Linked DNA regions of Hordeum vulgare: region 2 is linked to region 1. Evidence: chromatin contacts called from public Hi-C data. All regions are on one chromosome and are shown on one strand. Each heading gives the region's core, a stretch centred on a gene start, on an enhancer-like site or on the middle of the called end of the contact. The rest is flanking DNA. Distances are from core to core; before and after follow the strand shown.

Region 1 (4,598 bases), core at 1,228-3,727:
GAAGGTGATGTTGTCGTCGAAGGGGACGAAGAAGCGGGCCCAGGAGGAGCGGAGCCAGGTGAGGGTGTTGCGGCAGACGGGGAGGAGGACGAGGGCCATGTTGAGCTTGAGCGTCTCGGCGGCGCCCTTGGCCGTCGGCAGGCAGTACCCCATCACCTGGAACCCCGCCGTCCGCCGGTACTGCACGAACTTCCACACGAAGAGCGCCGCCATGGCCGCCACCCACAGCGCCACCACCCAAGCGCGCCGCCAGTTCTCCTCCGCCGCCACCCGCACGTGCGACGCCGCCTTCTTCACGCCGCGGCCCCACCCGCGCCGCCGCTCCCGCATCCCTCCTCCCCACGTCGTCTGCGGGTCCTCCTCCCCCTTGCTGCCGCCGCCGCCCGCCGCCGCCCCGCCGCCGCCCACGCCCAGGTTCTGGCTCCACTGCGCGCCGCTCGCCGTGCTCAGCGGCCGGCTGTAGTTCATGTACGTGTCGCGCTGGAGCAGCAGCGTCTCCAGCTGCCACAGCTGGCCACCGCCCGAGACGAAAGTCAGCACACGTGTCGTCGTCCCCAGACGAAAGCTGGTGTACACATAAATGGTATGGTATGGTGCGCACCTCAATGTAGCCGAGGTTCTCCGGGTCGAGCTCCTCCATGATGAGCGACGCGTACTCCTCCGCCTGCTCCTTGAGCTTGGCCAGCTTGTTCGCCGACGCGCTCAGAACGATCAGCTGCTCGGGCAAAAAACACCAAAAGTTTCTTCTTCAGTGATAATTCTTTTTACTACCACTACTTGGGACTTGATGAGTGAAGCAGAAGCAGCAGCTGAGCACGTGAAAGTAACAGCAAAGGGGTGATAGTTACTGCAGCAGTAATTAACTAACAGCAAGCGTGACTGTAATTGGAGCTGGGCGCGCAGAAGAAGCTTCTTAAACGCTGGTAATGGAGAAATGATTCGAGGAAACCGTTTGAAAAAAAAAGGAAAAAAAAAGTCACCTCCTGTACTTCCTCCCTCGTTATCCTCCCGTCCACGTTGGTGTCCACCCTGAATTGAATTTGGGGGCAAAAACAAGAAGAATGAGCATCGAGAATCTGGTTGGGACGCGCGAGAGCTTGCATGGGAAGTCGGGAATGGCGGATTAAAGCGGTTGCTTGGGATCCGGTGAAAGGAAATGTATGGGCGGAGGATTCGGTTTCGGTGGTGGTGCGCTGCGCTTACATGTCGAAGAAGATCTGGAGCCGCGCGTCGAAGCTCTGATCGGAGATCTGGAGCCAGAAGTCGTAGAGCTCCTCCTTGTTGATCCGCTCCAGGTTCTGCTTCCGCCGCCGCGCCAGCGCGTCGAAGATGCCCTCCGCGAACTCCTTCGAGTCCACCATTCCTGATCATCATCGGACAAGAACTTCGCCATTAATCACACAATGGGATGGGATGGGAGGAGCACAGAGGGCGGCTGTTGCCGAGAGAGAAACAGAGTAGGAGTGTGGGATGGTGTACCGATGCATTCGCCGAAGTTGTCGCGGGAGAGGAGGCCGTCGTGGGCGAGGGCGTTGAAGCGCTCCTCGACGCGGCGCCAGAGCTCGGCGGCCTCGAGGGAGCCGGTGGTGCGGCTGATGAAGCGGAGGCCCTTGAGCGCGCGCTTGGCGCCGGCGCGTGACCGGTTGACCCGCGCCTGGATGCGCCGCCGCTCGCGGGCCGCCATGGCCGCCTCCCGCTGCAGCTCGGCGGGCGTGGGCACGCGCGGCGAGGGCGAGGGCGCGGGGGACGGGGAACGCAGCCACGCGAACTTCTTCCGTATCCGCGAGGACGTCGAGGAGCAGCGGCTGAGGGCGCCGCCCGGCGCCTCCGGCGTGTGCGGCATCGCCGCGGCGCTGTAGAGCGCGGCTCTGGTGGGCGTGACGCTGCGCACCACCATGGACTCCTCGTCCAGCTCCAGCATGACCTCCACCAGGTCCTCCTGGTCGGCGAGGAATGCCGGGAGCATGCCCCCGGCCCCGCTCCCCCCGGCGGCCGCGGCGAAGAACTCGTCCCCATAGGCGGTGGTGAAGGACTCGTTGTCGGACGTGTCGGTGTTGGTGGTCTGGTCGTCCGGGAGGCCCTCCGCGATGCGCCGGTGGCCGGCCCGCCGCGCGTTGCTCCCGCGCGACGGCGTCCACATGGCCGCGCCCCCGCCCCCGCCCGCGAGAGCAGCAAGCAGGGAGGAGGAGGAGGAGGAAGAAGAAGAATAAAAATAGCCCGGCGCTCTGGGTGGGGGCTGCAATGGTAGTTGCGGTGCGCCCGCCTGTATTATGACACGCAACGCAAGCTCTCGGCTCGCTTGCTATCTCTCCCCGTCGCGCCCCGTGGGCTGGCTCGGCTTGTCGTACGCCCGCCCGCCCGCCCGCCGCGGGCCGGTGATCACCTGGTGGCGCGCCGCGGTGACCACCCCTATCTTCTTCTATTCCTATGCACGCATGCACCGCGGTTTTGCTTGGCTTCGCGGTGCGGTGCTGTGCTCGGCTTTGCTGCTGCCTCGCGCCAACGCTTTATCTTTATACCAAGTCCATATCTTTTCCTTGTGTGCGCCGCTCGGGCTCGGGTCGTCTCCGAGCCCCCGGAAAGGAGCTGCGGGCGCCACGGGTTTGGCCTGGGGCGAGAGCTGCTCGGTGCGGCGGCAACCTGCCTGCCTGCGGTCGGTCGGTGTGGGGCGGAGTGGAGTGTAGACTGTGGAACGTGGACCGGACCACGTCGGTCCAGGAATCTCAGATGCTTCCAAATGAGTAAAAATGAGGGGGACTGGAGGCTGGAGCGACCGTCGACTGTCGTGTGTGTGGGTTAAAACAGGAGGATCCGGGGACCGTTGATTCGGAGGGAGACTGTTGTTGCAACTTTGAATAGTTTGTCCTCTTTTTTTTTTTTTGAAAGGTCGAATAGTTTGCCTTTTTTTTCTTTTGTTTGTGTGCCATGGATTCAGATTTTACACGGGATGCGTAAAACTAATAAACCAGCCGTCGCTATGCGATTGGATTTTAGCCTTAACCATGGTATTGTCCCCTCGCAGAAAGCCTAGGGGTTTGTTTATCCTCCGACGACGCTCGGTTCTTATCTCACATGATCTGATGTCGATCTGCTCTCCGATACTTCCAGCGGGGATTCCCGCGACAACATTTGAGGAATCACGAGAAAAGCTTGACATCCGCCCATGGAGGACGAAGAAGAAGCCAGCAAAAAGCAACCTGGAAAGGAAGATGCTGATGATCTGCTACAATGTCTCGGCCTGCACGAAGATGAAGGGGACGACTTTATTTGGGAGCGCGAGGTCGAGCTGCCAGATGGCTAAGTGGTTGGCAATTCTTAGGGTTCATACAAACAAATGGTGTAGTCCGTCTGCTCTTTATTCTGATATGTGGTCTACATAAAACCCGACAAGAGATGTTCACTGGTGTATGATTGAACCAAACATGTTTACGATCTAGTTCAGATGCCTAAGCAATTGGAACACGGTCATGAACATAGGGTCGTGGCTCTTTTGGAACCAAGCATGATTATAGAGGAGTACAATTTCTTTGAAAACCCGCGTTCAGTTACTTTGAAAAAGATTGTGGTCAAGGCTCGTGTCCTAAAGCTACTAGATAATTATCTGGATGAGAAAATTGTTAAAGGAATGTGCAAGAACATGTGTGAAATACATGAAGTACAACTTTGGTTGTCAACTAGGTACATTGGTTCTTTTCTTCCGCTTTGAGTTAAATTGGATGTGAACAGGAAATTGGACAGATTCGAATCCATCACTAAAGAGGGGAATGAGTTGTACCAAGTTAAATATGAGAAGTTCCCTTATTTCTTTGACAAGTGCATATCGATCGGTCGTTGTCATGAAGAATGCGGCACCAAAGAGCATGATGTAGCAAAACTTGTCTAGGAAAACTTTACCCTTGCTAATGAGGGTAGAGGCCAATGTGTTGATCACAGTTCGGATCGATGCAATGGAAGAGGAAGAGGTGGAATCCCTTTGGCATAGGCTTTGCTAGAGGACATATTCCCGATGACCGTGATAGAGATTGGGGAATAATGCATGGTAGAAACGCATCCATATATGAGAGTTCGCATTGGTATGCTACCTTTAATTCCAAGGAACCCCCCCCCCCCCCAGCTAAACCGATCAAAAACCGAATGCATAGAACAATCTAAGTGGGGCTGCTAATGACAAAAATATGTTGGACCTGATTCCCCCGGGGAGGGAAATATTAGGCCTGAACTCAGGTGCGATAGAGGGAGACGTACATAATCTTGAGGGGGCTATAGTAGTGGTTGCAACTAGTTCTTTGGTGGCGGGTATTGTTGATAAGTTTCATGGCAATGATGTTTGTATGGACCCTTCATCTACTCCACAAAAGAATCGAAAAAAGGGAACAAAGAGTAGGCAATGGTGATGGTGGTGTAATGTTGAGGGTGATGAAAATTTAGAGAGATCGGCAGGCTCCTTCGAAGAGTCCCTTCAAGAATAATTAGAGTGTTAGCTTGGAACTATAGGGGTTTGGGAAATGACCCGACAATTCACGCTCTTCTGGACATCCAATGGAGAACCCTGAGGTGATAGTTTTGTCGGATACTCGCTATCCGACAGATTATTGGTG
Region 2 (4,598 bases), core at 1,305-3,804, 170 kb after region 1:
AAGGCGAGGCGCTGCCGGGCCCCGGAGGGTGGGGTGGCCAACCCCGGGCGGACACGGCGTGACCCTCCGGGCAGGAGACAGGTTCCAGAAACGCCCATGGGTAGCGTGGCGTGGCGCGCGGCTGAGCCATCCGCGCAGCACACGATGGCCGTGCACTGCTCCCTCCAAGGGACAGCGCAGCAGATCAGCTCATCAACATCAGCCCAACCCCCGCCGCAGCAACATTGGTTGTGGACGGAAATGGTACCGTTGCCACGGGACGGTGCGGCAAGTCATCATGGCACGCCGCGCGGAGCCGTGCCAGCGACCCCAAATATATATGATATGGCTCCCCAAATCTCGTGGAGTTCCTCCTGAATTTTCATCCAGGTTAAGGCACTGTTCGGCAATGCTCCGCTCCGCGGAGCTTGGACCAGCTCTAAAACTTTTAACTGGACTCCACTCTGTTCCGGCGCGGAGTCGTGGAGCGGAGGGAATCGGAACGCCGGCTAAGCAACGAAAGATGGTAAATATCCCGGTCCTGACGAAGAGTGGTGCCATGTCGTCGACATCGATCACCACACAAATTGATGGCCAGTCAAGCATCAACAGCCCCATCCGTTTGACCCTGTAGTACAAAGGAAGACGGCGACCCTGGAAAATTCAGACAGTGTCCCGGGGGTCTGACTGACACCAGGAATCCGACGAAGCAAATTATTGGTGCCGTTTCTGAACCAGCCCTAAGCACTGAATATTCACTATTTTCTCTCTCTCTCTCAAAGAAAAACTAGAGATTCACTTCGGTTTTAAAAAGACCATGCTGCTAAACTAGGCCTTAGCCATGCGTTACCCTCGTCAAGCTCCGTCATGATCTTCATTGAAAATCTTAACCAAAGCCCTCAACGACCCATCGATAAATATCCTAGCTCTCGTCGGCATATCATATGAGGTGCGCCGTGCTGTGCCGTGCCATCAGTATCACGAGCAAGTACACCCGCCGATCTGTCAAACATCAAGAGGCCCATCCTTTTGACCCTAACCGTACAAAGAAGACTGAGCACAGTGAATCAGATAACCTTCACATCGGCCTGACACCACACTCGAATCAAGTCGAGCAAATTATTGGTGCCATTTCTTCAACTAGCCCAACCAACGGGATGCCTGACACTGACAATAATCAAAAGGAGTGGAGGTTCACTTAGCCATGCATTATTGCAGACATATTTTACACTGCATGCATCAGCACATGCTGCCCGCGGGCCTTGTACAGACTACAGAACAGCAGGGGGAGAGCCTGACGGCCAGAGCTCAGCATCCCCTCTTCATCTACATCTACCACTGGTAGGATTTACACACGCTTCACATCTCGGTCTCATTCGCCTCAGGTGGTTGCACGTCGCCGGTTGCCTACTACGAACTCTTCTCCTTCAGCTATCTACGCGGTGGCACACATCCTTGGCTACGAAAACTAGCACCAGCTCACGTGGAGTGGATGATGTTTAGTTTACAACGGAAGTAGTAGTACATAACTGATAGCATATACTACTGGGACAGGGTTCCATCTTCCGGTCATACGTAGTTTGCGGCTACTCTCGTTGTGCTCCTGCAGTTCTCCTCCGTCTTGTGGATCTGCTTCTTCTTTTTTCACGGTTAGCGGTCCAGCGAACTGATCACCACCCTGCCAGACACACGGTTGGGAAGAATCAGATTTGTGGCTACCAGAGACCAGTGTCATGTTGGTTGGATCTGCTAGTTTCATCATGCGACGCGCTCAAAAACAATAGGGGATATTCGGTTTGAAGCCAACGCACCAGTCGTAGACGGTGGGGCTCCTGGGGGTGCCGGGGCTGGCGTCCGCCCCGTCGGCGGCCATCCTGCCTTTGCGGCGCAGCTTGCTCCAGCCCTCTCCCCTGGGTGTCGTTGCTGCAACCACAAGCAAGCATGTCAGCCACATCACGCCGGCCACGTCGTACGAGATAAAAATAGGAGGCAAAGGTGTTATTGTGCATAAGGAGGTACCTGTGCCGAAGGGGGAGTCGGGGACGCTGGCCGGGGACGAGGGCGCGGAGCCGGAGCCGGACTCGCTGCGCGGGGACGTCACGGACAGGGCCGGCGGGCGGAGGATGGTGATGCTCCGCGTCACGGCCGGCGCCGCAAGGTCGGCCGACGGCGCGGCGGTCGTGCCGGCCGCCGCGGAGGACGGGGAGAAGGAGGCGTACTTGCGGAGCCTGCCGAGGCCGTGGTCCGGCCGCGGCCCGGCCACCGTGTCGTCCCACAGCTGGTCCAGAAGCCCCATGGAACAGGATCCGGGAACCTGCGCGCAGTCGCAGTTACGTGGTTAGATAGATCAGGAGCTGAGTTTACATACACGATCATCATCTCCTCTTCCTCTAAATTTGTTCTTGCCTCGCGTGTTCTTGGCCGAGAGGGAGGAAGAGAGGAGAGGGGATGGAGATGATTATTACCTTTGGTGTCGAGGGGTGTGTGTGGCGCAGGCGCAGGCGCAGTGTATCCTCCTTCCTTCTTTCCTTCTTTGTTGGAGGGAGGGAGCGGGTGGAGTTTTATAGATGGATGAGGCCGAAGGGTGGGGAGGGGACGTAGGCGAGATATTTGGAGGGCATACGCAACTTTGGATTGCCCATCTTTCTGTTTCCGGGCTCGATCGGCTCGGCTCGGCTCGGCTCCTGCGGTCCAGCGTAGCCGGCGCAGTTTTTTAGCCATCAGGAATTAGGAAACGGATAGGGTGGAACTGGATAAAATGGGGTTGTTTTCAGGATCTTCATCGGTAATTGCGGATGATGAGTCAAACAAGCCGGATAGGGTCGTTATTATCGGATAAAAACAGTCTGGGATGCGGATTCCCGCTGATATCGGAGTGCTGAGTCGGCTCAGCCTGCAAAATGGATCATGAGAAGCCGAGGGCATGCACAATGGCAGTGTCCCGTTGGAAAATGAGCACTTTTACAACTAGACTAATCTATGAGTAAATGATAAGCATGGCAATCGCCGACTCATACCGATATCTAAACATGTGTATACAAACAGTACATAGAATCAAAACATCTATGAACGCAACATATGAAGCAAACACATGAACGAGTAAACGAGGGATCAACATATCATACCCTCGAGTTAGCGAGGTGAAAGGATCGATATGATATGATTAGAGGGGGTGAATAGACAACTACTAATTTTAAGGTTTTCTTTAACAAATTAAGTTTAACAATAGATAGGTTATTTAGACAAGCAACTAAGTGAGCAACCTATATGATGCTAACACCAACAATAACAAACAAGTAAGAAATACAAGTAAAGGAAAAAGTAAACCACAAATGGAATCGATGAAGACGAGGATGTGTTTTCGAAGTTCCTTCCCTTCGAGGGGAAGTATGTCTCCGTTAGAGCATTGTGGAGGCACAATGCTCTCCAAGATGTCACTAAGACCACCGTATTCTCCTCACGCCCTCACACAATGCGAGATGTCGTGATTCCACTAGGTGCCCTTAAATGCGGCGACCGAACCTTTACAAACAAGGTTGGGGCTATCTCCACAACTGAATTGGGAGCTCACAACGAAACCACGAAGCTTCGTCACAATGGACTATGGCTTTGAGGTGACCTCTTCCGTCTAGGGTGCTCATGTTGGAAATATGCCCTAGAGGCAATAATAAAATGGTTATTATCATATTTCCTTGTTCATGATAATCGTCTATTGTCCATGCTATAATTGTATTAACAGGAAACAGTAATGCATGTGTGAATAAATAGATCACAATGTGTCCCTAGCAAGCCTCTAGTTGGCTAGCTCGTTAGTCAATAGATGATCATGGTTTCCTGATCATGGGCATTAGATGTCATTGATAACGGGATCACATCATTGGTAGAATGATGTGATGGACAAGACCCAATCCTAAGCATAGCACTAGATCGTATTGTTCGTATGCTAAAGCTTTTCTAATGTCAAGTATCTTTTCCTTCGACCGTGAGATTGTGCAACTCCCGGATACCGTAGGAGTGCTTTGGGTGTATCAAACGTCACAACGTAACTGGGTGACTATAAAGGTGCACTACGGGTACCTCCGAAAGTGTCTGTTGGGTTGGTACGAATCGAGATCGGATTTGTCACTCCGTGTGACGAAGAGGTATCTCTGGGCCCACTCGGTAGAACATCATCATGAGCTCAATGTGACTAAGGAGTTAGTCACACGATGACGTGCTACGGAACGAGTAAAGAGACTTACCGGTAACGAGATTGAACAAGGTATAGGTATACCGACGATTGAATCTCGGGCAAGTTCTATACCGACAGACAAAGGGAATCGTATACGGGATTAATTGAATCCTTGACATCGTGGTTCATCCGATGAGATCATCGTGGAGCAAGTGGGAGCCACCATGGGTATCCAGACCCCGCTGATGGTTATTGGCCGGAGAGGCATCTCGGTCATGTCTGCCTGTCTCCTGAACCCGTAGGGTCTACACACTTAAGGTTCGATGCCGCTAGGGTTATAGGGAATTGTTATACGAGGTTACCGAAAGTTGTTCGGAGTCCCGGATGAGACCCCGGAAGTCACGAGGAGCTCCGGAATGGTCCGGAGGTAAAGATTGATATATAGGAC

What was found. Hi-C and Micro-C count contacts between places; a contact is called where the count stands out from the background.
Region 2: a Hi-C map of leaf shows a contact between it and region 1, with 3 times the contacts expected there. The contact joins the promoter of LOC123397568 here to the promoter of LOC123397563 in region 1. A contact is called at or near these places in 6 of 6 Hi-C or Micro-C datasets (leaf, seedling and an unstated tissue) and 1 of 1 datasets of contacts at active chromatin or transcription factors (embryo).

What each region holds. Positions count from the first base shown.
Region 1 is chr5H:433,390,500-433,395,097 of MorexV3_pseudomolecules_assembly, forward strand. It overlaps LOC123397563 (respiratory burst oxidase homolog protein E-like), which reads right to left and starts at 2,478. Exons shown (of 13, transcript XM_045092096.1): 1 at 1,480-2,478; 2 at 1,204-1,363; 3 at 981-1,029; 4 at 602-715; 5 at 1-510. The coding sequence starts at 2,140.
Region 2 is chr5H:433,556,038-433,560,635 of MorexV3_pseudomolecules_assembly, forward strand. LOC123397568 (dormancy-associated protein homolog 3-like) reads right to left here and starts at 2,555. Exons shown (of 4, transcript XM_045092101.1): 1 at 2,445-2,555; 2 at 1,999-2,293; 3 at 1,791-1,902; 4 at 1,154-1,657. The coding sequence starts at 2,275. The coding sequence ends at 1,630.